Linked DNA regions of Mus musculus: all the other regions are linked to region 4. The links are chromatin contacts, called in public Hi-C, HiChIP or PLAC-seq and promoter capture Hi-C maps. All regions are on one chromosome and are shown on one strand. The core of a region is the stretch at or near the end of the contact, and the rest is flanking DNA. Distances in the headings are between cores, read along the strand shown. Region 1 holds the start of Armh1 (armadillo-like helical domain containing 1). Region 2 overlaps Armh1 (armadillo-like helical domain containing 1). Region 3 holds the start of Szt2 (SZT2 subunit of KICSTOR complex). Region 4 holds the start of Dph2 (DPH2 homolog). Region 5 holds the start of Ebna1bp2 (EBNA1 binding protein 2).

Region 1 (4,903 bases), core at 2,133-4,632, 640 kb after region 4:
ATCCGCCTACCTCTGCCTCACAAGCACCAGGATTAAAGGTGTGCACCTCCACACCTGGCTAGGTTCAGTGGTTTTAAAATAAGTGAATGGAACACTTTGGAAGAAAGTGGCAGTCACAGCAGCCCTTGGGGTCTGCAGGTAAGAAGAGGAACAAATATTAACTGTCCCTTCCATATATCCACCTTCCTTCCTTCCTTCCTTCCTTCCTTTTCTTTTGAGACAGAGTCGTGCTCAGACTAACCTTGAAACTGCAATCCTCCTGCCTCAGCTTCCTCTATGCTATGCCTTTATACCTGGCCACCTCTTGAGTTCCTTGACTCTCCACTGTGCAGAACTCTCCGCAGTCTCTCTTAGGCTCCTGCCCTCTGCAGCTCCTCCCTCCTTGGTTCTCTTCCAGTGCCTTTCCTTTGGCACTTTCTGCTGTTGGCCAGGGACCTGCCAGCCCTTGGAAGCTCTACCCCTTCAACACAGGCCCCTCACGATGGTGGGGACCCAGCACTGCTCCCTGGTGCCAGCAATAACTTCCTGGGCGTAATGATAGGGCTACATTACTTAACCCTTGCCAGTAACAGACAAAAGGAAGGCCCGCAATAAAGCCTGAACCCCCTCAAGTCGCCTGTGTGACGGCCAAATCAGAGGATGAGATTCCTGCTGTGAGATTCTCTATGAATTCTGCAGGGTCAGTGGGGTGTGGGAAGACAGTCTGCCCAGCCTGACCCACAAAGCCCAGGGCTCCAAATTACTGCAGCCCACCGCTCCACTGGCTGCTCACCTTGCTGCCAATTCAGTGCAGAGCTTGACTCTGTGGCTTTGACTTCCTATTGGGAGGGAGGCAGTTCCCAAACCGAAATATGACTGACAGTCCTACACACTTCCTCAGTAAACACTAACCACAGAGGAAGGGCAGTCTCTGCCCCCAGCCTTCCAGGAAAGTCATTCTGTGTAGCCAGGCAAACCTGTAGAGGAGCTCTCTGCAGAGGAGAAGCCAGAGGTTTCAGAGCCCACAGTGCACCTGGGGTCAGGGTTAGGGTTAGGGTTAAGGAAACATTCCATCACCTCTGGCTTAAGTCTGGAGCATGCACCATGAGAGGGAAGCAGTGGAAACAACCGTGAGCCCTGGAGGAACTTCCTCTTGGAGGAAAGGTTTGAGGAAGCAGGAACGCTGTCCCTTCGAGAGGAAGAAGGCTCACTTTCTAGATAGTATCCACATCATTGCAAAACCATCTGCTTCTACATTCCCTCCCTCCAGAAAACCACAGCTCTCTGCATGGCATCTGAACATGAAACGCTTGAGGTGCCAATAACTAGCCCAAGGCAGGGACACAGCAAAAGCTGAACTGAGCAGAAGGGATGTGAGGCTAATGTGGCTCAATAGGAAGTGCTTTCTAACAATTTCTACAACAGGCCTGGAACGTTAGCTACTGGGAAAGATTAGAGGATATTGGCAATTTCAAGCTCGTTTGGGCTACAGAGTAAGTTCAAGGCCAGTCAAGACAACTGTCATAAAAGGAAGGCTGAGCTGGTGAGTCGGCTCAGCAGGGAGAAGCACTTACTGACAAAGCACAGGACCTGAGCTAGCGCTCCAGCCCACCCAGAAGGAAAAGAGAACCAACTGCTACCAACTGTCCTCTGACCTGTGCACATACACTACGGTGTGCATGCACACACACAAATAAATAAATATGCAATCAAAGTTAATGCGGGCTGAGTATGACACAGTGGTAAAGCACTTGCCTTAGCACGCATGAGGCCCTGCGTTCAATCCCCCAGTCCTGCCTAAATAAATAAGACTGTCTCTACCCACGTGGGGAGAGAGAGAGTCCCTACCCTCCTGGCCTTGCAGAATGGAGAACCAGCCCTTTGCAGCTGATGGTTCTGCCAAGACAGAAATAGTAACTGACTTCATCTAATGCTATTGTCAAAAATTCTTCAAAAGTCCTTTCACATCTATAAGCCCAACGATCCACCTCTAGGGAGAAACAGATAGTGGCAGTCCTTCCTTCGTGCTTTAGGAGATGAGAGGCCCCTGCCCCATCCTAGATAGATTCCAAGCAAGAAACACACAGTGGGACAGGAGGGCATAGGAAGGGAGGCCTGGGGAGACTTTTTTTGTTTTTGGTTTTGGTTTTTTGGTTTTTTGAGACAGGGTTTCTCTGTGTAGTCCTGGCTGTACTGGAACTCACTCTGTAGACCATGCTGGCCTCGAACTCAGAAAACCGCCTGCTTCTGTCTCCCAAGTGCTGGGATTAAAGGTGTGCGCCACCACCACCTGGCTCTGGGGAGGCTTTTGAAGGAAGCACCCCCTAGCTAAACTTTATGATGAGCTGGACAAGTGCGGGGCAGTGGACTGGAAACACCAAAGAGCAGCATTGGCCGACCTGTACTCCAAGCCTCCTCTGCCCCAGTTTCCAAAAGGGACAACCTTCCATTCTCTGGTCCAACAACTTACACTACTTTACAAGCTACTAATCTTAGGAGGCCTCCCACACATCTTTTTTTAATGATATGGCCTTAGGAGGGTTAAACACACACACACACACACACACACACACACGTTAAGTTTAAATGCCAACTACTAAGCTTACTTCCATCAGGATTCATGCCAAGTCCTTTACACAAATAATCTCAGTTGTGCAACCAGCAATTTTTCCTCAGCTTTGCTCCAGGAAAACTAAAATTCAAAGTTGAAAGTTTGCCGAAGGTCATCCAATTACTAAAGGGATAGGATTTCAACAGAATTCCACCCGGCCTAACCGACCATTCTGTTAACCACTGCCAGGGTGAGCTGAGAAGGGCAGGACTAGGCTTGCTGAGTCCCTTGGCTTTTCTGAGGACCAGAGGCTCCCCCAGGAATCCAAACCTCTGCAAAAATGAAGGATGGGCCTAGTCACACTTGCAAATGAGGAGCGAGAATCCAAAACAAAAGAATTAGAATGAACCTTGAAGGGCCTCCAGCTACAAAGGGAAGCAGAACCTTGAGAACCTGTTGTGGAACAGAAAGACCCTCAGTCGACTGGGGGCGGGGCACGGGGGGCGGGGCTGGGAGCGCCCCGCAAGCTCTAGCCAGCCCTGCGGGACCCCCGAAGGGGGCGGGCCGAGGGAGGGCGGGCCGCAGGGTGGGCGGGGCATCGCTGTTAGGTCACCTTCCCAATCCCCCTCCATACTCTGGCTCCAGCAGGGCTGATCCGGGATCTCGATGCTGTAATCCAGCTCGGCCGAGGCCATGGTGAAGGTGCGGGTCTTCAGCACAGGCCTCCCGCCGGAACTCCCGCAGTTTCACCTCGGCGGGGCCGGGACGCCGCCGGGCCACGCCCCTCCCCGCCCACGCCCAGCGCTGTCCAATCCCCGAGCCGCACTCTGTGACCTCCCTGCCTAGCAACCAGGGAGTCGCTTCGCGCCTCGGGCGGCACCCACTAGCCCGGCCCTAGCAACCGCGCCCCGCCCCTACTGTCTTTGGGCCCCAGCAATTGGCTGACTCTCTTGATCTTGGATCAAGTATTGGTCAGTGGGGCAGCGCTCTCGGAGCGACCGCACCCTCCTGTGAAGGTAAGAGTCGGTGGGAGAGTTGAATGAAGTATTACGGGTCTGCAGAGGGCATCTCAGAACTTTGTCTTCTGGTACTTGGTAGAAAACTTGAACTTGCACCTCTAACTACATCTACCTCCATCGCCAGCAGCAGTTCCCAGGCTGGAGGCAGAAAAAACGAACAAAACAGTGTTAGGCGGCGCGTGCCAACGGGTCCTTCTAAACCTGTGGGTTGAGACTGGTTGCCTGACTGGAAAGGGGTCTTCGGGTAATAAGACATGGCCTTTCATGTGTGAGTCCAAGTAGTTTAGACGAGTACAGGAGTACAGCTTTCTTACATTTAGTAAATATTTTCTGAGCTGGGCATAATGGCGCATGCATTTAATTCCAGCTGTGAGGAGTTGAACTCTGTGAGTTTGAGACCATCCTGATCTATCTCCAGGACAGCCAGGGCTACACAGAGACACCCTGTCCAAAATAAATAAATAAACACATACATGCATACATACATAAACAGAAAAAGAAGCTATTTGGGTGATGGGAATGAGTGGGTATGGTGTGTAGGAGACAGAAACCAGGAGGAAAGTATTGAGGGCTGATGATTAATACGGTAAATAAAACCTCAAAGATGGCACTGGATTTACAAAGAAGTTGTTAGCAACCTTTGCAAGTGCCATTCCAGTGAACAAAAGAGTCAGTGGCTTGAGAGTGAGTGGGAGGTGACAGCATAGTGGTATGTCCCTGGAATCCCAGCCAGGAGTCTAAATGCTTCAAGCCATCCTCAGCTACATAACAAGTTCCAGGCTAGCCTATGCTACATGAGACTTGTCTTAAAAGAAAGAGGGGGGATGGAACACTTGCAAGGCAAGTTATTTTGTCATTCGCTGGCAACCGCTAGGAGGTACAGGCTTTTGTTCAGATGAGAGAGATCCAGCAAAGAGATAAAAGATAAAATCACAGGGGAATTGGGTATGTGAAAGCATATGGCCCCCAACCGTGGGGACTCTCACTTTACACTGCTGAGGAGTAACTGGGGAGATGGCTGAGCTAGTGTGAGGAACCAACTTAGACCCCCAGGACACACATAAAGGCTTCGGGGGCGGGGGGGGGGGGCTGGAGAGATTACTCAGTGGTTAAGAGCACTGACTGCTCTTTTGAAGGTCCTGAATTCAAATCCCAGCAACCACATGGTGGCTCACAACCATCTGTAATGAGATCTGATGCCCTCTTCTGAGGTGTCTGAAGACAGCTACAGTGCGCTTAGATATGATAAATAAATAAATCTTTTTTTAAAAAGCTGCGGGGGGGGTGTGGGGGGGCACACAGCTTTCCCAGAACCGAGGAGGCAGAATCAGGCATATCCCAGAGACTTGCTGGC
Region 2 (5,390 bases), core at 1,747-4,246, 670 kb after region 4:
CATTTGCTGCCAAACCTGATGGCCTAAGTTCAACTCCCCAAAGGCACGTGAATAGAGGCGAGAACTGACTTCACAAAGTGTCCTCTGAATCCAACACACATGCTGTAGCACATGCATCCGTGCAAGCACGTGTGTGTGTGTGTGTGTGTGTGTGTGTGTGTGTGTGTGTGTGTGCGTGCGCGCATGCATGTGAGAGTCCAAGTGTCAAGGTGGAGCATGGCAGCAAGCACCTTTACCACCGGATCTTCTCACTGGCTCCAAAACCGACTACTTTTTACAAGTGTGTCACATACACCCGGTTATATTAGCACTGAAACTGTGACACTTGGTTTAGCATTTAAAGAGTTTTATTGCCGGGCGGTGGTGGCCCACGCCCTTGATCCCAGCACTTGGGAGGCAGAGGCAGGCAGATTTCTGAGTTCAAGGCCAGCCTGGTCTACAGAGTGAGTTCCAGAACAGCCAGAGCTACACAGAGAAACCCTGTCTCAAAAACCCTGTCTCCAAAAACCCAACCACCCCCCCCAAAAAAAAGAAAGAAAAGAGTTTTATTATACAGTTATCCAGGGTTTAAGTAGATTAGAAACCCCAAGACAAACTTGTTTTCAGTTTCCGCACTTTCCTGGCCCTCAGGTAGCTGCGCCTCACCCTCACCTGGCAGCATCTTCCCCTCTAGAGCCCGTGATGTTTGACTCAGATCTTAGAGGGCGTTCACATCCTCTGTGCACAGGCTGGATGTACTCCATAAAACCTGCTCAGAAGAGGAAGCTGGAGAGATGATTCAGTAGTTAAGAACATTTGCTGCTCTTCCAGGGAACCCAAGCTGGGTCCCACGTGCACCACACAACTATACCTGGTGTGGTTGCATACATAAAAGGCAAAACACTCAAGCTCATAGAATAAAAATAAGTTAAAAACAAAACCAACAACCCTTGCTGTCTTAGTTTGGGTTTCCATCGATGTGAAGAGACACCATGACCATAGCCACTCTCACTCTCACATTTCATTGGGGCTGGCTTACAGGCTCAGAAGTTCAGTGCATTATCATCATGGCAGGAAGCATGGCAGAAATATGCTGGGGAAGGAGCCAAGAGTTCTACATCTTGATCCACAGGCAGCAGAAGGAGACTGTGTTCCACATTGGGTGGAGTTTTAGCACAGGAAACCTCAAAGCCTGGCCCCACAACACCACACCGACTCCAACAAGGCCACACCTCCTCATAGTGCCACTCTATATGGCCCAAGCATTTAAACACACGAGTCTCTGGGGGGCCATTCCTATTCAAACCACCGCACTTGCCTAGAAGAGCAGAGAGCAGATAACTGAGATAGGTTCACACCTGTAATCCTAGCACTCAAGAGGTTGGGACAGGATGAACAGGATGAATGTCATAAGTTCAAAGCCAGCCTGAGCTACAAAGTAAGATTCTGTCTTCAAACAAACAAACTGGTAAGATCAGTAATTCAAGTTCATACTTAGCTACATAGTAAGCTTGAGTATAGTCTAGCTACAGGAGACTTCAGAGAGAGAGAGAGAGACAGAGAACATGTCACCATAACTCCTGGGTCATCAGCACATATGTCACATCCATAGCTTATGTTTATACTTTATCGATTTTCTTTATTGTTTAAAAATAACAATAATAACAAGCTGGGTTTGGTGGCACACAACTTTAATCCCAGCACTCAGGAGATCTCTGTGAATTCTAGAACAGCATAGTCCATGTAGCATGCTCCAAGACAACAAGGACTATAAAGATAGACCCTGTCACAAATAAGTAAGTAAATAAGTAAACAAACAAATACAATAACAATACTGATAATATATTTTTTGTTTGCATTTTGGAGACAGATTCTTGCTGCATTATCCAGGATAGCCTTGATCCCCAGCACTTAACCAACCCACTTATCTCAGCTTCTCTCAGCTGAGTCTGGCTAGACTTTAAAGTTGTGTGTGTGTGTGTGTGTGTGTGTGTGTGTGTGTGTGTGTGTGTGCACTCGCACACATGTGCATGGAGGTCAGAAAATGACATCAGAGGTCTTCCTTAGCCACTCTGTTTACATGTTAATGTCTCTAGCTGAACCTGTAACTCACCAATGTGATGAGCTGGGCTAACCAGCTTGCCCCTGGGATCTCTGTCTCTAGTTCCCTAGTGCTAAGAGTGCAACCCAGCCACAGTGCTAGCCCAGTTTACCTGGGTGCTGGGGACATGAACTCCAGTTCTCAAGCTTGCTTAACAAGTGTGTTAATGCCGGGCAGTGGTGGCCCACGCCTTTAATCCCAGCACTCGGGAGGCAGAGGCAGGTGGATTTCTGAGTTCGAGGCCAGCCTGGTGTACAGAGTGAGTTCCAGGACAGCCAGGGCTACACAGAGAAACCCTGTCAAAAAAAAACAAAACAAAACAAAACAACAACAAAAAAAAGTGTGTTAACTGCTGAGCCTCTCCTGCCTTATTTATTTATTTGGGAGGGGGTGTGCATGCCACAGGGATGGCAAGGTTGGGGGATAACTAGCAGAACTTTTCTCCTTCCACCATGCAACCCTGGGATCCTACTCAGTTGATGAGGCTTGGTTTCAAGTGTCTTTGTCCACTGAACCATCTCATCAGTCCTCCTCAGCTCTTAAAAAGCAATTCTCTGAAAGTATTTTTATCTGGGCATGATGGCATGTGTCTGTAACCGCCGACGATGGAGGCGGTAGCAGGAGGACTGCCACAAAATGAAGGCCAGTTTGATCTAACAGTGAAGGCTCCATGTCTAATAATTAATCCATCTATTTTTAGTGTTTCAGCATTGGTCTTTGAATACGGTGTAATTAAAAATGTATGAGTTAATCTATTTTTAGTGCTTCAACATTAGTATTTGAATAGAATGTAGTTAAAAGGGCAGCAGAACACTCAGGAATCAGAGAGCATGTGACTGGTCAAGTACAGCCTGCAAGGATATTCCAGTAGAAAAGAAAGAAAATTTATGCTGAAGCGTGCTTCCTCTGTGCAGCCAGCAGGTGGCAGTCTCGTCCAGAAGTGCACAGTAAACCGGTTTCCCAAGACTCTAGCAGCAAAGACATGGGTGGGCACCGTGGAAGTGACTGCATGTGTACACCAGCTTTAGATTTAGTCTGTTCGCTGTCAAGGCATGATCATCTTCATCTGTAAAATGATTTATAGACAGAGTAACAGAAAAAAAAAACTCTGTAGAATCCTACAGAGTATGAGGCTGAAGGGAGGTGCTGGTTAACTGAACTTTATGTAGAGGCATTCAGGCTTCCAGTTATGGAGGAAAAGGAAGTGGCTGCTCTTTATGGAAGGTTGCTGGGAGGAGGCACAAAAGGATTTCCGGTTACACAAAGTCCCTAGTCAAAAACCACCTGTGATGCAATCTGTCTGGGCAAGTGTCGGACCCCAACCTCTTCTGTCATGAAAAGATCTTCCCTAAGCAAAAAGGAGGGTACGTCATAGAAAAGCCTGTGCATAGCCACGAGCTGGCTAAGACAGATTTCCTTCATAATGTCAGCCCCTTTAAGAGAAGGGCGGCCTTCCAGACCTGTTCCTATCTACAAGAGGCCGTACAGTTTCTCTGATAACCAACTCTGATGCTGGGCATGGTGGCACATACCTTTATTCCCAGCACTCAGGAGGCAGAGGCAGGTGGATCTCTATGAGTTCAAGGCCAGCCTGGACTACATAGTTAGTTAGTTCTAGGCTATCTGGGACTATGTAGAAAGATCCTGTCTCAAAAAAACAAAAACAAAAACAAAAAAAACCCAAACAAACAAAAAAACAAAACAACAACAACAAAAAAAACAGTAGCAAAAAGCAATTCTAAAATGCCAAAGCCAAACACACACACACCTGGGATGGAATATTTTATTCTCCCGCACACACGGGATATCCAAGTGCTGGACCACTTATTTTGTTCCTTTGTTTTGTTTCGAGACAGGATTTCTCCATGTAGCCCTGGCTGTTCTGGAACTCACTCTGTAGACCAGGCTGACTTTGAACTCAGAGATCTGCCTGCCTCTGCCTCCCAAGGCAGAGGTCAAAGGCGTGCGCCACCACCAACTTTGGTTACTTGGCCACTTGTAAGGTCCTTTTGCCACAGGAACATTAACCCTGGTAGAAGCTTTCCTGCTCACTGGCCCCCTAACAAGGCCACTTGCCCTCAACTTCTTCATCTGTTCAGAGGGATCAGCAGGAAAGCACGAGGCATCCTGGTGCAGACAAGGGTGAGTTGTTTTGCTTTGGTTTTTTTAGACAGAGTCTTAGACAGCTTAGACTGGCCTCAAACTCTATATGAAGTAAGCAGTGGCCCTCCAGCTCCCGAGTGTTGCTCTTATAGGCACGTGCTGCCTCATCCAGCTTCAGGCTGTGGGCTTTCTGGACTTGAGATATGACTCTTTCCTCTTGAACTAAGTGTCCATGGCATCCACCTTACATCTGCTGATCACTGCCCCCTCTATCTCCTCAGCACAGGTCCTGTAGCGAGCGCATGCCCCATCCGGGTTGGCCAAGGGGTGGGGATGAGTCCGTAAAGTGCTTGCTCAGAGAGCAAATGTCTCAGCAGAGAGGCAGGGCCCTGCTTCTCTCTCTTTGGGTATAACCAGTGACAGCTGCGAACACAAAACACAGAACTGGCTGGGTGAGAAAAATCTTCATTTGTCCCAGGAGCTTCGAGCATTCTAGTTACATAACCAATGGAAGATGAAGCATTCAGTTTAAAGTGGGTTGGCAGAAGTAAATATTTATCTCCTGGAATATCTGACTACGTTGCAGAACCTGCTGCTCCCAGCCAGGAATTTATCATAAACATATCTTCTTACACTCCTTTGGAGCCTGGGCATCCACCCAGTCACTTCTCTTCACATCTCAGGCATAGACATATTTCCCAGGGTGCACTGGCATCGCTGTGGCATCCTGCTCTAGCTGGCAAAGTGACTCACAATCCAATAAAAGGAGTCAAAGCGTTCAGACCCAAACGCATCCCCATCAACCCAGCAGCAGAGCAAGTAAGAAACATTGGAGAGTCTGGGACTCTGGCCGCTGCACACAGTGGCTGCCAAGCATTCAGAGCTTCTTGTTTTGTTTGCATAAAGTTTGGGAGATGCCAGAGAGGCTCCAAATGCTCTGCGGCACCCCAGGGCTGGACCCTGTCCCTGTACAGTGTTTTCGGATCTGTGACTCCAGGTTAGAACGCTAATCAGATGGGCACGCCAAATGCAGTCTCTTGTCCCAGCACTCGGGAGGCAGAGGCAGAAGGATCTCTGAGTTCAGAGTCAGTCTGGTCTACATAACAAGCCCCAGTCCAGCCAGGGCTACATAGCCTAGGCCCCCATCCACTACAGTAGCAACAACAATACGAGCCACCTCTGAGCATCAAGAAGTGTCAGGGGCTGC
Region 3 (4,967 bases), core at 1,388-3,887, 520 kb before region 4:
CTGACCCCAGAAGGATAAAAACAAGTCTTCCAGACGGCAGCCCTCACCTTTCATGGCCACACAGAGGATCCAGTCAACAAGATACTGTGTGTCTTACCATGAGGTCTTCGTCTCGGTCTGGGGACAGCACCAGAGGGATGATGACCTGGTTTCGGAACAGTGGCGTCTTCTCATGCTTTAAGACCTTGTTCAGAGTGTTCAACTGTCCAGAAAGCAATGCAAAGCTGTCCAGGACAGAGGGCCTGGAGGTGGCGAGAAGTCACCAGAGTTACTTCTCCCTACAAAGTAACCTCTAAAAGTCCTAATGCTGCAACACTCAGACTCACCCCGAAGACTCGCAGCCCTGTGTCTGGCATAGGCAAGAACCAGATTTGCTAGTAGAGATGGAATTGGGAAAGAGGAACACACTTTCAATTTTTGACATAGATACAGAAAAAAGGCAACCCACTGTTTGACTGGGTTTGGGAGCAGTGGAAACAGGGGCTGTGGTTACACTGTAGTAAGTCTGTAAAGCCTCCTCCCTAATGTAGTAACAGACTCTATCATTCCAGAAGGCTGGATCTCAGATCCAGCCTCATGTGTGGAAGGAGAGCCACCATAAATGGAGCTATAATGGTCTTCCACTGAGGAAATGCCTCCTCACTAAGGAAGCCAAAGCGTAAGAATTAAAACCTAGAAACAGCCTAGGTTGGGAAACTGGACATTTTTCTACTTCCTTGCCATGGAGGCTTTAAGCCAAACTAAACTTGTCAATGTTGGGCAACCTAGTTCTTTCCAAATCAAAAAGGATATTTGCAAGTTGATAAATGGGTACATCGCTGGAGATGTCCTGTCAGCCAGGGGGCTTGGCCCCACCACCCATGGATCCCTCCCCAGCTTGTCCTGGCAATCCTTACCAGGTCAGCCGGTCATACTCGTTTTCCAACTTGTAAATGAAACTCCCCAGTGAATTCTTCAGATCGGCCACTTGATTCAGCAGGGCATCTAATGATGCCTCAAGCTGCTTCTCCTCCCTCTGCATCAACAGTGTGTTTGGTTACTCAGATACAAGTGAGCGTGACACATTCAGAAAAGCTAAATTGTTTTCTATCTTGGTATTTGGGTTACAGATAGCATCAACCCTTAGACCTTTCAACCTGTTCACCTGGCCTGAAGTCCTCCTACTAACTGATTCCTCTATAACCCTCCTACACTGTGGTCCTTCAAGAAGGTCATTGCACCAGACCTAATTCTCTTTGGCTTGAAACCTCATGATTTGTCTTTGTAACAAAACTGGCTTCGAACTCACTTAGCCTTGCACCTTTTTAATTCCATGCTCTCCTCCTCCCAGCTCTCAAACACTGCCTCTCCCAGTAGACAACATTCTCTTAGATTTGCAGTAGGGTTAATAGGAACGTGCTCAGGTTTCTGCACACTCTTCTTTGTCAGTTCCTCTTCTGGAAAATAGATGTGGCCTGCCTACCTCACGACTGCTTATTGTCACTGCGCTGCTTTCCTTGGGTGGATGAGAATCCCTCGTGTCACTCTGTGGTGTTGGCATTGACACAGTTTTGTTTTGTTTTTTTCAGGAAGTTCAGTTCACCTCAGAAAGGTTTGCCATGATAACAGGGGTGCTATCTGCACACACAGCCTAAATAATTCCCGAAGTTCATTATATCATGGGTGCCTCTGGTCATCCTCTTGTGAGTGTAGCTACTGTCAACCACACAATCTGGACAATCTCACACGTTGCCTCTCTGTAAGGTTTTCTCTGAATACCAGCTCTGCAATCCCCTTCCCGGTCCCCCAACTGGCCGTTTATCCATAGCATTTGGTGCTTTGGAAAGTCAACGTGCATCTTTGTGCCAATATTCCCGTGTCTCTTTCATAATTCGGGTGACCCATAAACAGTGTAGGTTTATCAGATGCAACAAGCCAAGTGAGTAATGAAAGAGTAATGAAAGACAAAGGCGAGGAAACCTGCACATTGTTTCTGAGTGTTAGACAATTTTAAACGCTGAGGCGGCAGAGGGTTTCCGTTTGACTATCTGAGGACTATTTACCCCACTTCTCCGCCCTTAGCAACGAGGTACAAGCCGGGAAGAATGATGCAAAGCTGATTTGCAAACCTGACTATGTGACTGAGGGGGTTGGACACCGGGTTCCACCCACAGCCTCGAATTACAAACAGCTTAGTTTTCATCCTTGGAGGCCCACGATCCCTTTAGCCTTCTGAAGCCTTATGACGCCTGTGTCCAACAGCCTAGATCGAGGCGTGCGGCAGCCCACTACTTTCCCGAGCCTTCCCAAATGCCACCACGATCCTTTTCCACGCTCAATCAAGTCCGCCTTTCCTCCCCGGGCCTCCGACCTTCTCACATCAGCGGGCTCGATGCCCGCGCCTCCCGCAGCTGGCCTCGCTCTCTCTGGCTCCGCTGCCTTTCCTCTGCCCTCCGCTCACAGCCCCAACTCCCCGGTGTCCTCAGCCCAATCACCCTCCCGCCAGCGGCTATAAGGCCCAACCCGCTTCTCACCTGCATTGCCGCGGCCCGGCGGGCGCAACCACTTCCCTTTCCGGTTTCTCGCACGGCTTGCTGCGCTCACCAATCAGAAAACTCAAAACGGGACCATCCCAACAACTTCCGGTTCCTGCCCGGTACAGAACTAGCCGGGTCAGAGGTCAGGAGTGGAGCAACCTCCCTGGCCCGGGCCGGCGCGGGAGGGCTGTGTGATGGCCTCGGAGCGCCCCGAGCCAGAGGTGAGGGATGGGCGGGCGCGGGGCCGAGGCCCGAGGGCGGGCGTGTGGCAGCCTTCACCCTCCGGAGCCTCAAGGAGGCCGTTGCTGTTTTGTTTACTCAGATGCCATCCTGATCTTCGTCGCCCATCCACAGACTTGTTAGCGATAGTGATGCTGATAAAAACTCGTGTTTTGGTTATTAGTTGGGATTTTCATTGTGCCACGCCGAAGCTGACCGACTTTGCGGGGTTTTTTGTATCTCATCTATTGGAATGCAATCAATAGCATGAGTTGATTTCGCTCTAGCGTTCGTGCTCTTGGCAAAGCCCTACAACCCTCTGGCCAGTCTTAACTTAGGACAGACCCTGCTTCCTTCTTTATAAAAGTATTTGTTCTGTGATGTGGCTTGGGGATCACAAGTTAAGGCAGAAAAGGCAGACGAGGCACCCGCCCCCCCACCCCACCCCCCACCCCCTAGATGCAAAGAACCCTATATGTATGTTTTGACATTCAGACTCCAGCAGGGAATCTGGCAGTATTTATTGTCATGTACAGAGCAGACAACTGAAGTCAGAGCAGGTGAGGTGTCATGCCATGCAAAGATACCTTAGGACTACTCCTTCCAACTGAACGAGCGGATCCGAGGAGGTACCAAATTTGGCTAGCGTGTCCAGGACCCCAGAGGGATAGCCTTGTAGGAGGGAAGGTTGATGCATGTGCGTAACGATACAAATAGCAATGGCTACTTGTCGAATTCTTACTGTATGCCAGCCACAATTCTGAGCTCTTTACTGTTACCAGTTCTTTCAACCCTATAAGGCAAACACCATTATCATCCCTCTTTTCAGGAAACTGAGGTGCCACTATTAAAAGAAGCATAGTTGTGCAGCTAGTATTGGGGCTAGAACTCCCAGGTAGGTGAGCTCGCTCTACAGCTACAAGTTGTCCTCTGACCTGCACACGTGCACTCTGACACGGGTGTGATCTTATATATGTATAATGTATGAGTACACACACCCGTGTATGGGGAGGATGTGATAAACTACACACATGAAAACCCTATGAGTGAATAGGGTAGAAACAGAATACCAAGAAGAAAGGGTGATGTTTAGAGAGGCTAGGCTCCCAAAAGAGAGGAAGAAGCAAGTGCTGTTCTGCAACCAGAATTGTGCTGAGGGTTAGGGTGGATGCAGAGGGTAAAACAGAGACTCCTTAGCTGTGGGGACTAAATGAACATTGGATTATAATAGGTGTTGCAGAGGCGTAAGTGAAGTGTCACATTTAGTGGGGCATTTAACCTCCTTCCACAAATGGGTGGGATCCAGGAAGTTTAAGTTCTCTAAGTATCTAACACAGGTAGAATCCTCAGGAAATTGTCATTCTTGCTTTCCCTGTTCAGGAATGGAGAAACATGCAGAGCCAGTATTTGCCCCAAGGTGCCTTTAACACTGAAGGGCCTGCTTTTACCATAGTGGTGGGTGATGGGGCTGAGACTGGGAAAGAGAAGGCTCAGCTCGCAGTTATGCCAGAGGTTAAGGTTTATCATGCTGGCAGGCTTCGGATAGTTAGGAGGCAGAGGTATCGACGTTATTTTGTGGGAAGAAAGCACATGGTTTAGAAAAAGCTCAAGAGAATAATTTGGTCTTTAGTCTTAAAGAAGCAGGAAGAAACTCTGGTGGGTGGGTGGGAGTGGCAACACAGTGCCTGGCATCACTATCCAGCTTGGCATCGGTGTATGTGGGCCTCAGCGACGATCGTAATCAGTGATAGCCTTCCGACACCATTGTACTCCCCTCCCCCCTTTAATGTCAGTATCCCTGCAAAGATCTCCTTATCTTGCTATTACAATAAAGCCTAGATGACAGTTGGGTAACCTGCAAGATCACATACTTAGCATGTACTAGAACACATCAGAATCCAGGTCTCTTGACTCCAAGAGCCTGGCTTTGTCTTGTTTATCAGACTGCTTCAAAAGGCAGGCACATCAGACTCAAGGGAAGTCAGGATTGAAGCTCCATGTGGAGGTGAATGCTATGAAACACAACTGAATTAAAAAATGTCTCAATCAGTCATACGGAAAAATCCCCAGGGGAGCTAGTTAAAATGGAGATTCTTGAGCTCTGTCAGCTCTGAATTCAGTTGGTCTCTGATTGTACCCAGGAATCAAATAATGCATTTTAATAAACGGCTCAGGTGATTCTGATGCAGCTGGCGCTCAGATCCCACTTTGCAAAACATTCTACCTGCTTAA
Region 4 (5,106 bases), core at 186-2,685:
CTGGATGGGGTAACTGCATCCCATCCTCTGATCTTCCCCAGCTTTTGTACTGATTCTGCCTTTCATTCTTTTCCATCCAGTGTCTTCCTCAGCCAGCTAGTAGCATCAGTGTCTTCCACTTCATTATTTATCCCGCTCCTCAGTCCCAATTAAAAAAAAATGTGTATGTGTGTATGGCTGAGTTTATATCTGCGCACCACCTGAGTGTAGTTGCCTGCAGGTATTAGAAAAGGGACAAAAAAAAAAAAAAAAAAAAAAAAAAAGCTGGGCGTAGTGGCGCACGCCTTTAATCCCAGCACTTGGGAGGCAGAGACAGGCGGATTTCTGAGTTTGAGGCCAGCCTGGTCTACAAAGTGACTTCCAGGATAGCCAGGGCTATACAGAGAAACCCTGTCTCGAAAAAAAAACAAAACAAAAAAAAAGGAAAGGGACCTCCTAGAACTGGAGTTGCACATAGTTATAAGCCACCATGTGGGTGGTGGTAACTGAACCCACTGCAAGCACAGCAAGTGCTCTTAGCCACTGAAACATTTCTCCAGCCCCGTTAGTCCCATTCCCACAGTCCTGATTTCTCAGCTCTCCTGGAGGATGCAGAGATGCGCCACATGTTTTCAGTCCTTTTTCCCTACGGCATCACGTGAAGAGAGTCTTCCTCTCCCATCCCTCCTTATGATAAGAAGTCGTGTGGGAGAATGTGGGATGTAGCTCAGCCAGAGAGTCGTTGCTTTCCATGCACGAGGCCCCAGGTTCAGTCCCAAGGAGGTGGGGCGAGAGAATAAATTCGGGCTCTAAAGCCCAGTTTCTAGAACCAGCAGACATGGTTTTGTTTTTCTTATCTATATGGGATAATTCTTGCTTCTAATGATGAACTGGTGAACTTAGCAAGGGTCAGTGTTTGGTTGACAGACCGTGAGGACAACAGGTTGTGGGACAATTCTCTAGCAGGCAAAGTAAAGGACATAGAGACATTTTACGATGTCTGGCAGTAAGTACCTGCTCACAAATATTCAAACCCAAGCTGTGGGCACTGAGTTGGAAATTATGCAGTACTGGGAGATCCAGCTCGGTCACACAGCAAGACCCTGTTTCAGATTCTGGGGGCTGTGAAGATGGCTTGGTGGATTAGGGAGCTTGCAGCCAACCCTGAAGAACTGAGCTGTATAAGGACCCTTGCTCTCACTGTATGTATATACGTGCACACGCGCGCGCGTTTAAATATGATCAGCAGATAGCGCCTGCTCACACTGAATTAGTGACTTAGAAATTAGAGGGCACCGGCAGGCTGGCCTTAGGGTATCCGGGAAGAAGCTTTAGCCAGTGGAACCACAACACCCACAAGGCTTTGCGGCACTTCCGATTGGTCCTGAGTGAGAGGCTAGTGATTGGTTCTCTGTGGGAAGTCCTTGAACCCGGAAGTAATCTCCGTAGGTCCATGTGTAGTGGAGAGCCGGGAATTTGGAAGCGTACGGTTTGGATCCTAGGACCCGAGGACAGGTTGGTCCGGATCCACAAACAGAGCTGCTGTGACCTCGAGGACTTTTGAGGGTGCAGCTGCATCTCACCCCACCCAAGCTGCGCCCAATGGAGTCTACGTTCAGCAGCCCTGCGGAGGCAGCCCTGCAACGGGAGGCGGGCGTTCCAGGACAGTTCACTCCTCCTGAAGACCTGGACCGCGTGTATGAGCTGGAGCGAGTTACGAAATTTGTCTGCGATTTAGGTTGTCAGCGGGTGAGGTCTGGTTCAGAGAAGGGGGCGCGAAAAGGGGGCGCGGGGCGCGGGCTCTCCTCTGGGTATGGGTTGCGGAGATTGGGACTTTGGGTCGGGATCCGCCCGTATCGCACGGATTACCCACAACTCTGTGGGGCTGGCTGCCTCCTTAGAAGTAGGGGCTTGGGATGTTTAGTGGGTTTTTTTGTTTGTTTGTTTGTTTTTTTGTTTGTTTTTTGTTTTTTTGCAGAGGCTGTTGGTGGAGGAGTGAGGTTGTCGCTGACTTGTGGCTTGTATTTACAGGTGACTTTGCAGTTCCCTGACCAGTTACTAGGAGATGCGGGAGCGGTGGCTGCCCGGCTGGAGGAAGTCACAGGAGCTAAGATGTTCATTTTAGGGGACACAGCTTATGGCAGGTATGGGGTTTCCCAGCCCACAGTGTCTGCCTCCAGTGACCGTGTTTGCACGATGAGAAGCTCCTGATGCCAGCTTCCCTCAGTCACAGTGAATTCCTAGCTTGGTGCCATTTTCTCCACTGGCCACATTTCCCATTGATGACAACTCTTCTCTCCAGGTAGGGAACACCTCTCACCAATGCTCTCTCCCCTGCAGCTGCTGTGTGGATGTGCTGGGCGCCGAGCAGGCTGGAGCTCAAGCCCTTGTGCACTTCGGTCCTGCCTGCTTAAGCCCCCCAGCCTCGCAGCTGCCCATCACCTTTGTCCTTGGTCAGCGACCCGTTGCTTTAGAGCTCTGTGCAAAGGCCTTTGAAGCCCAGAACCCAGATCCGACAGCCCCGGTGGTACTGCTGAGTGAGCCAGCTTGTGCCCATGCCCTAGGTGAGAAATTATACCTGTGAGGGAAAGAAGGGTGGGTCCACAGCTTCATGCCTTAATTCCTCCTATTTAAGCACACTTACCTAGAGCTCTTGGCCTCAGTTGGCCTGGCTTGTCCTTTAGGGTCACATTGAGGCATCTGGGGATGAGACATCTCTTACTTTGCCAGACTTCAACTCTGATGCACCTCTTTCAGAGCCTTTGGCCATGCTCCTGCTCCCAAAGTACCAAGATCTGCTCATCTCCCGCCCAGCTCTTCCCCTGCCAGTGGGATCCCCGAGCTCACAGCCTGAGTCCCTGGAGCGTTTTGGGCGCTGCTTCCCCCTGAATCCAGGGAGACGTCTGGAAGAATATGGTGCCTTCTATGTAGGGGCTTCTCAAGCAAGCTCGGACTCCAGCCTTGATCCCGACCTGAGCAGACTGCTCTTGGGTTGGACACCAGGGCGGCCCTTCTTTTCCTGTTGTCCAGATACAGGACAGACACAAGACCAGGGTGCCAAGGCTGGGAGACTAAGAGCACGAAGACTGTATCTCATAGAGAGGGCCAGAGATGCCCGTGTGGTTGGGCTGCTGGCAGGCACATTAGGTGTGGCTCGACACCGTGAGGCACTGGCACACTTGCGGAAACTGACGGAAGCTGCTGGAAAACGTAGCTATGTGTTAGCCGTGGGGAAGCCCACACCCGCCAAGCTTGCCAACTTCCCTGAGATGGACGTCTTTGTGCTGTTAGCCTGTCCCCTGGGGGCACTAGCCCCCCAGCCTTCGGGTGGCTTCTTTCGGCCTGTATTGACGCCATGTGAATTGGAGGCTGCCTGCAACCCTGCCTGGCCCCCGCCAGGCCTGGCTCCCCACCTCACACATTATGCAGAGCTGTTGCCTGGTGAGTGGCAAGGCCGCATCTGGGTTTGAAAGTTGGGGTTGGAGTTGAAAAAACCGGGATAGCTTTCTTTTCTCCTTCTACGTCAGGTTCTCCCTTCCATGTGCCACTCCCTCCACCTGAGTCAGAGTTGTGGGATACCCCAGATGTGTCACTCATTTCTGGGGAGCTCCGACCACCACCTCCTTGGAAGTCATCAGATGACACTAGATGTTCGGCCTTAATTCCGAGGCCCCAACTGGAGCTGGCGGAGAGCAGCCCTGCAGGTAAACATGCAAGCAGCTGCCCCCGCTAGAGTTTTGCCCAGGTCCAGCCCACACAGCTTATCTTCTTTCCCTCTGCAGCTTCATTCCTTAGTTCTCGGAACTGGCAGGGGCTGGAGCCACGCTTGGGCCAGACACCAGTGAAAGAAGCCGTCAGAGGAAGACGAGGTATCGCCATCGCCTACGAGGATGAGGGGAGCAGCTGATACCTTGGGAGGCCAGAGCCAGAGTGATAAGTCTGCCGGGACCTGTTCTCCCTGACCAACGTCTCGTCCTGTCACAGGGACACTTGATGCCTAGACACAGGGAGTGTAGGTAGCTCTCTCTGTGGAGCTGTCCAGCTTATAGCCTGTGCAGGGAGGGGTCCCAGGGCTCATCCCAGTTCCTGGTGTGCAGGAGTTCTGCCCTTGGTCAGGGGCAGAAGTTGGATGATCCAGACCAGAGTTCTTCCACCTCCCTCAGCACTGTTGACAGTTTGGGCAGAGTAATTCTTTAATGCAGAGGCTACTCTATATAGAGAAGGATGTATAGGTTCAGCTGACAGAAACAGAAACACCTCCCTTCCTCCCCAACTGAGCTAGGATAACCCAGATTATCTCTACAGGTTGGCAGATGTCATGTAACTACTCCTCATTGAGAGCCTCTGGTCTAAACCTGCACTGTCCAAGACAATATTCACTGGACACATGACTTTTGCCATTTAAAGTGGATGAAAAAGTATTTGTCCATTACACTAATTACATTTCAAGCACTTATGTGGCTGCTTTCAGGACTTTGTTGGGCTACATTGACTTAGTTAGACTTGTTTCTTGGGGACAACAAAGACACTGAAATAAACGGAATACTTTTTCTCCTGTTTCTCTTTATTCACTAAAGCTCTGTTCTACACAGATCCTGTGGGTGGATATGTGAGTTATATTTAACCAGATTACTGTCCTCAAAATGTGCTTGGGAGGAAATAATAACCCCACGAAATATAATTGTGTGAAGGGAGCCCCAGGTGCAGCTGGCTCTCATAGCAGGCTCCTGAAGGGGACTCAAGAGGCAACCCAGACAGAGGAGTCTTAAGCTGGATCTTATAGAGAAAAAATATTCAGAATAAACAGAGTGAAACGAACATTTGGGCCTAAACAAAGACTCAGTCAACATGGTGGGTGCTTCAATCAAAGTAGAGTTGTTGGGGTATATCTTGATAGAGTGCTTGTCCTTGGTAGAGAGTTGGTTTTATGGGCCGGGCAGTGGTGGTGCACGCCTTTAATCTCAGCACTTGGGAGGCAGAGGCAGGCACATTTCTGAGTTCGAGGCCAACCTGGTCTACAAAGTGAGTTCCAGGACAGCTAGGGCTATACAGAGAAATCCTGTCTCAAAAAACAAAACAAAAACCAGAGAGTTGGTCCTAGGGTTTCCCAGTGTGTGTGTGTGTTTG
Region 5 (4,984 bases), core at 1,762-4,261, 730 kb before region 4:
CTATTTTCCAAGCATAAGCCCAGTAGATTCAAACCAAGGTAACTGGAAGCACTAGAGAGCTCCCTCGGTTCTAAGGTACTGAGACCCAGGCTCCCTACACTCTTAGCAGACAGCCACACTGACCTTTCTGGTATTTCTTGATGGCATTCATCATGTGTGCTTTCTCCCGCTGCCTCTTCTGCAGGACCTCAGTTTGCACCTGTGAGACAGACACAAAGTCAGCCCTGCATCCCAAACCATCACTCTAGAGACTGCAGCTCAGCCACTGCTACCACACTATGCTGGATACACCCAGGTGTGCCACGGTGGCGAGTGAACCTGTGCTCAGGGACACCAGCAGACACTTTACCAGGAACCCCAGCACAGTCTGCCCTGGCGCACCCGGCCCTGCCCGGCCCACGCAGGTGCTCTTTCTTTCTCACCTTCTTTCCATATTTCCTAAGCGCTCGAAGTTGCTTGGCCTTTTCAGATTTCTCCATGGCGGCCTGTTTAGTCTGCAGCTTCTGTCGAATCTAAAACGCAGAGAGTTGTTAGGCACTATTTGGAGCACACTAGAATGGAGCGCCAGTGTCTGACTAGCTCTGAACGCTGTGGAACTCATTTACTGTCCTAGATTTCCAAATTAAAACAATACGGTCCCAAAGCTGAGCCTGGCACCAAAAGTGTCCATGGGCTGAAGGAGCTTAAACACGACCCTGACTCTCTAAGGCACAAAGCTGCCTACTTATCATACAGGACCTGCTGTTTCTCCACAGATTAAGGCAAAACTGCAGCATTCTAATGGCCCACATCTGTAATAGTTCCTGCACACTCGTACCTCACCTCTTCCATCACACACACACACACACTCACACACACATTGTACTGAAAGTGCTAAGTAGTTATGTGTGTGACTGTCAGATGTAGATGGATCTGTGCTTGTCTCAGGATTGGCCTCTTGAGGTACCACCTGTAATTCTCTAGGCCAAAGACTGAGACCAAAGGAACAATTTTAAATACATCCTGGATGTGACGTCAAGGTTTTTTTCCTCCCAAAGTTAAGTGAAGATCAAATCCCCCAACTCTAAGTCACACCACATCTGAGTTATCCGTCAAGTCTTCCATTTCTAAAAAGCTAAAGGGCCAGAGAGGAAAACCCCATCTAGAAGCAACAGTAATCTCCTTGGCATTGCTGGGCCAGAACTCTAAGACTGTTGTGTCTGTCCACTCCACTCACTCTGACAGGGAAGAAATACGCAAACCCCCAACTCTAAGTCACACCACATCTGAGTTATCCGTCAAGTCTTCCATTTCTAAAAAGCTAAAGGGCCAGAGAGGAAAACCCCATCTAGAAGCAACAGTAATCTCCTTGGCATTGCTGGGCCAGAACTCTAAGACTGTTGTGTCTGTCCACTCCACTCACTCTGACAGGGAAGAAATACGCAAGCTTCTTTTCGTAGGGCCCATACTTCTCCAGACCGTCTCTCTCTAATTTGCCTAGGCGACTGGCATGGCTCTGAAGCAGAGACTGTTGAAATACTGGCTACAAACACCACACATCTTTTTTTTTTTTTGAAGACTACAGGAATGACCCAGCTGAACAAATGAAACCTTGGCTTTCCAGAAGAAAAACCTACCTTTTGCATCTGCTGATCAGACTTGGCCATTTCTGCAAAATAATCGGTGGGCCTCTTCGTAGGGACTTGGAGCTGATGGAGTCGGGGTAATACCGCAAGCACTGCTGCCTGGGCCTGCCGGTAGCTGACATTACAGGACAGGGTGTAATGAGGGGAGGGGAAGGGCGCTCATGTCTTCTTACTGCCTCTCAGAAGTTACCTAACCTCAGAGCTATCACATCCCACCAGCACTGGCAAGATAAGACAGACACACCAACTAAAACTCCACTGATTGCACATATAACTGAAATCTCACTTTATGTTTATTTACGAGGGGAAAATACTTCCAAGAGCAAGTCAGTTTAAAACAACGAGCTTATTAAATACTGCGCAGACTATGAACTGTTTCCCAATCATTACAGAAAGAGCACTCATAACATTCCCTAGGCAAAGTGTGTTCTAATGATTGGAGGCACCCACACAAGCTTCAAATGAATTATTCTGAAACATCCCTCGAGCAGGGTTCTGGTTAAACGGCGACCAAGAACCTATTCTTTCCACCAGAGGAACCCGCTAGATCCACTCGCACGCTCGTGCTAACCCCGCCCAGTGCCTCTGAGGTTGCAGACACACTAAGACCCCCTTCCTGTAACTCCATCGCAGGACCCATAACAAACATACAAACTCATTTCCCTCTGGAAGTCGTCTTCTGGATTAACGCCTTTCTTCTGGTCCTGGTTCTGAGGTGTTGGCTGAGTCTCACTGACTTCTGGCACTGGACCCAGGGTCACATCGAGCCTTTCAACCCACTCCAGATCCCGTCTGAATTCAGCCAAGCACTGTTTCAGGCCACTCTAGGTTAAGTCAGACAAGGCGCTCATGAGAACCGCGAGTTTGACTCTCAGAAACCCAAAGTCCTATGCTCAAATATCCGCACAGGATGACGACCGCAGCGCAGGGTGCATCTTTCCCACCAGAATCGGTCTCCCAAGAGGCACAGCGCTTGTGCGCATCCTGTTCCAAGGACCCCGACCCTCGCACGAGCTCACCACGTCATTCACTGCCTTCTTCGGCTTCTCTAGCACGACATTGAGACCTGGCTTCAGGAGTCCGCGGGAAAACGCATCCTGCAACTACAGACCGGGGAGCCTCAGTACCAAAGAGCTAAATAAAGTCCCCGTCCCAGCCCCTGCCCCGCTAGCTCCGCTGCGGCCTACCTCTTGATCTGAGGCCAGGCACGCATCCGACTCCGAGTCCGACTCTGAAAGCGGAGGGGTGTCCATCTCGCGGCCTTCCGCCCCGCGAGGTTCGGCTGCCACTCCACGTGCCCACAAGCAGCACCACCGCCAACAAATTCTCCACAAGCCTCTGCCTTTTCAACAGGGACTTCCGCTTCCGGGTTCATAGCCGCACTTCCGGTTTTCTCGTTGCTATAGGAACTGCTCTAGCGTTTGGGCGTGCCCGGATTGCTTCGGATCTTTAGGAAGAGCACCTACTGATCCCTACGTAGTCTAGTAACCCAGAGCCGTGAAGCAAGAGGTAAATAGTTTCTTTGGGGTCCTCCTAAGGATCTGAGGGCGGTGGGAGTGCAGGAGAGGAAGGAAAGGCTCGGAAAGAGCCCCGGGGGTGGGGTGGAAAGGAAGAGGAGCCTAGGGGCGGGGCGATGGAGGGGCGAGGCGGGGTCAGGGAGGGGCGGGCCGGGGCCATGGGCGGGGCGGGGCGGGGCAGGAAAGGGAGATGCGCTGCTCGGCTTCACTCCCACCTACTTGCCTCTTTCTTCATCTTTTGCAATACTTTTTGACAGGTACCATGTCCACCGTGGTAGCTCAGGCGCTTCATGTTTTTGGTCTTCGGCCTCACGTGACCAACAATGTCTTCTTCTTCGATGAACAGATCATTATATTTCCTTCAGGAAATCACTGTGTGAAGTACAATATAGATCAGAAATGGCAAAAATTCATTGCAGGTAAAAAAGAAAAAAAGAAACCACCTTTTCCATTCTGACACATACATTAAAGGCATGTGCTACACAAAACCGCACAATCTCAACGATTGGGAAGATTTTTTTTTGATAACTGGGTTATCCACATATTTTTATAAATGTAAACAAAATAAATGGCCATTTACACTACTTAATCATAGATTAACGTGACACAAGTAGCCAAAATGACAGGTAAAATAACACACGTTTTAAAAGTACTTTTCCACAATGACTCCAGAGAAGAGTTACTTTAAACAGTGTTTTTCTTGTATTCTCCTGCAGTTGTGTTTGTCCTCACCAGAACCTTCTTTTGAGTCTAACGGTTTTGAGAGTACATGACCTTCATTGAACCCATGTCTGATGGAGACGCTGAAATTTTTATCTTAAGTGACAAATAACCTTTTAACATTTTTTTTTTTTTTGGTTTTTCGAGACAGAGTTTCTCTGTGTAGCCCTGACTGTCCTGGAACTCACTCTGTAGACCAGGCTGGCCTCGAACTCAGAAATCTGCCTGCCTCTGCCTCCCAAGTGCTGGGATTAAAGGTGTATGCCACCACTGCCCGGATTATTTACTTATTTTAAAGAGTTATGTATACAGTTTTCTGCCTGAATGTATACCTGCAGGCCAGAAGAGGGTACCAGATCTCATTACAGATGGTTGTGAGCCACCATGTGGTTGCTGGGAATTGAACTCAGGACCTCTGGAAGAACAGCCAGTGCTCTTAACCTCTGAGCCATCTCTCCAGCCCCTGGAATATCCCTAGTTTTATGTTAATAGTTTTACCAATTTTTCAGTTACTTTTGTAAGATTTTGTTCTAAGGGGTATCTCTCTTATTTAGTTATAGACATATTTTACATATCCTGTATTCTAATAATTTGTCAGGTATATATGTTAGAAATAATTAGCTAAGCAGTGATGCCTTTAATCCCAGCACTGGAGAGACAGGGACAGATAGATCTCTTAGTTCAAGGCCAACCTGTTCTGCAGAGTTCCAGGACAGCTAGGGCTACACAGAGAAACCCTGTCACAAAAAAACAAAAGCAAAACAAAAAGTAAGAAAGAAATATTTCTTTCTGAAGCCTGTGCTTTTTTTCTTCCTTGTGGTATCTGTGAATGAACAATAATTCTTAGTTTTTGCCGGGCATGGTGGTGCACGCCTTTAATCCCAGCACTCAGGAGGCAGAGGCAGAGGCAGGCGGATTTCTGAGTTCGGAGCCAGCCTTGTCTACAAAGTGAGTTCCAGGACAGCCAGAGCTATACAGAGAAACCCTGTCTCAGAAAAAAAAAAAAAAGGAAAATAATTCTTAGTTTTAAAGAAGTAAAAGTCATCAAACACCATGTAAATATTCTGCAAGAATAAACTGTATTAACTGGGGACATGGCTAAGCAGGTAAAGCACTTTCCAG

Evidence for each region. Promoter capture Hi-C pulls out the DNA fragments that hold promoters and counts their contacts. Hi-C and Micro-C count contacts between places; a contact is called where the count stands out from the background. HiChIP or PLAC-seq counts read pairs in DNA pulled down with a chosen protein or histone mark.
Region 1: a contact with region 4 is called in a promoter capture Hi-C map of pre-B cells. The contact joins the promoter of Armh1 here to the promoter of Dph2 in region 4. A contact is called at or near these places in 12 of 39 promoter capture datasets (the C10 cell line, embryonic stem cells, fetal liver and 8 more), 3 of 115 datasets of contacts at active chromatin or transcription factors (cardiomyocytes, embryonic stem cells and pro-B cells) and 2 of 9 other capture datasets (liver and pancreatic islet).
Region 2: a contact with region 4 is called in an H3K4me3 HiChIP or PLAC-seq map of pro-B cells, with 4 times the contacts expected there. The contact joins the enhancer-like site here to the promoter of Dph2 in region 4. A contact is called at or near these places in 6 of 39 promoter capture datasets (the 3T3-L1 cell line, the C10 cell line, hippocampal neurons and 2 more), 1 of 484 Hi-C or Micro-C datasets (CD4 T cells) and 5 of 115 datasets of contacts at active chromatin or transcription factors (bone marrow-derived macrophages, embryonic forebrain, microglia and 2 more).
Region 3: a promoter capture Hi-C map of embryonic stem cells shows a contact between it and region 4, with 4 times the contacts expected there. The contact joins the promoter of Szt2 here to the promoter of Dph2 in region 4. A contact is called at or near these places in 10 of 39 promoter capture datasets (the C10 cell line, cranial neural crest, embryonic stem cells and 4 more), 7 of 484 Hi-C or Micro-C datasets (CD4 T cells, CD8 T cells, the G1E-ER4 cell line and 3 more), 4 of 115 datasets of contacts at active chromatin or transcription factors (bone marrow-derived macrophages, embryonic stem cells and stem cell-derived neural progenitor cells) and 4 of 9 other capture datasets (adipose tissue, embryonic stem cells, liver and 1 more).
Region 5: a Hi-C map of regulatory T cells shows a contact between it and region 4, with 12 times the contacts expected there. The contact joins the promoter of Ebna1bp2 here to the promoter of Dph2 in region 4. A contact is called at or near these places in 10 of 39 promoter capture datasets (the C10 cell line, the HPC-7 cell line, cranial neural crest and 7 more), 13 of 484 Hi-C or Micro-C datasets (B cells, CD4 T cells, CD8 T cells and 6 more), 1 of 115 datasets of contacts at active chromatin or transcription factors (large pre-B cells) and 2 of 9 other capture datasets (adipose tissue and liver).

What each region holds. Positions count from the first base shown.
Region 1 is chr4:117,250,396-117,255,298 of GRCm38.p6, reverse strand. Armh1 (armadillo-like helical domain containing 1) reads left to right here and starts at 3,382. Exons shown (of 13, transcript NM_001145637.1): 1 at 3,382-3,546. Tmem53 (transmembrane protein 53) reads right to left here and starts at 3,348. Exons shown (of 3, transcript NM_026837.3): 1 at 3,165-3,348. The coding sequence starts at 3,225.
Region 2 is chr4:117,216,662-117,222,051 of GRCm38.p6, reverse strand. All of the region lies in intron 7 of Armh1 (armadillo-like helical domain containing 1), which reads left to right. Among named protein-coding and RNA genes, the nearest start is that of Gm23287, 8.5 kb to the right of the region's middle. Within about 2 kb of position 2,996, at least 48 of the 459 cell types and tissues checked have an H3K27ac peak or open chromatin away from gene starts, as enhancers often do. A contact at or near this core is called in bone marrow-derived macrophages and pro-B cells, where this site is marked.
Region 3 is chr4:118,406,933-118,411,899 of GRCm38.p6, reverse strand. Szt2 (SZT2 subunit of KICSTOR complex) reads left to right here and starts at 2,637. Exons shown (of 72, transcript NM_198170.4): 1 at 2,637-2,737. The coding sequence starts at 2,711. Med8 (mediator complex subunit 8) reads right to left here and starts at 2,563. Exons shown (of 7, transcript NM_020000.3): 1 at 2,514-2,563; 2 at 897-1,015; 3 at 98-242. The coding sequence starts at 2,519.
Region 4 is chr4:117,888,332-117,893,437 of GRCm38.p6, reverse strand. Dph2 (DPH2 homolog) reads left to right here and starts at 1,435. Exons shown (of 6, transcript NM_026344.3): 1 at 1,435-1,728; 2 at 2,011-2,123; 3 at 2,320-2,543; 4 at 2,737-3,420; 5 at 3,507-3,683; 6 at 3,762-4,795. The coding sequence starts at 1,582. The coding sequence ends at 3,886. It also overlaps a transcript of Ipo13 not described here.
Region 5 is chr4:118,618,826-118,623,809 of GRCm38.p6, reverse strand. Ebna1bp2 (EBNA1 binding protein 2) reads right to left here and starts at 3,011. Exons shown (of 9, transcript NM_026932.4): 1 at 2,813-3,011; 2 at 2,645-2,728; 3 at 2,277-2,449; 4 at 1,617-1,740; 5 at 423-512; 6 at 124-199. The coding sequence starts at 2,878. Cfap57 (cilia and flagella associated protein 57) reads left to right here and starts at 3,025. Exons shown (of 23, transcript NM_026789.5): 1 at 3,025-3,134; 2 at 3,400-3,561. The coding sequence starts at 3,405.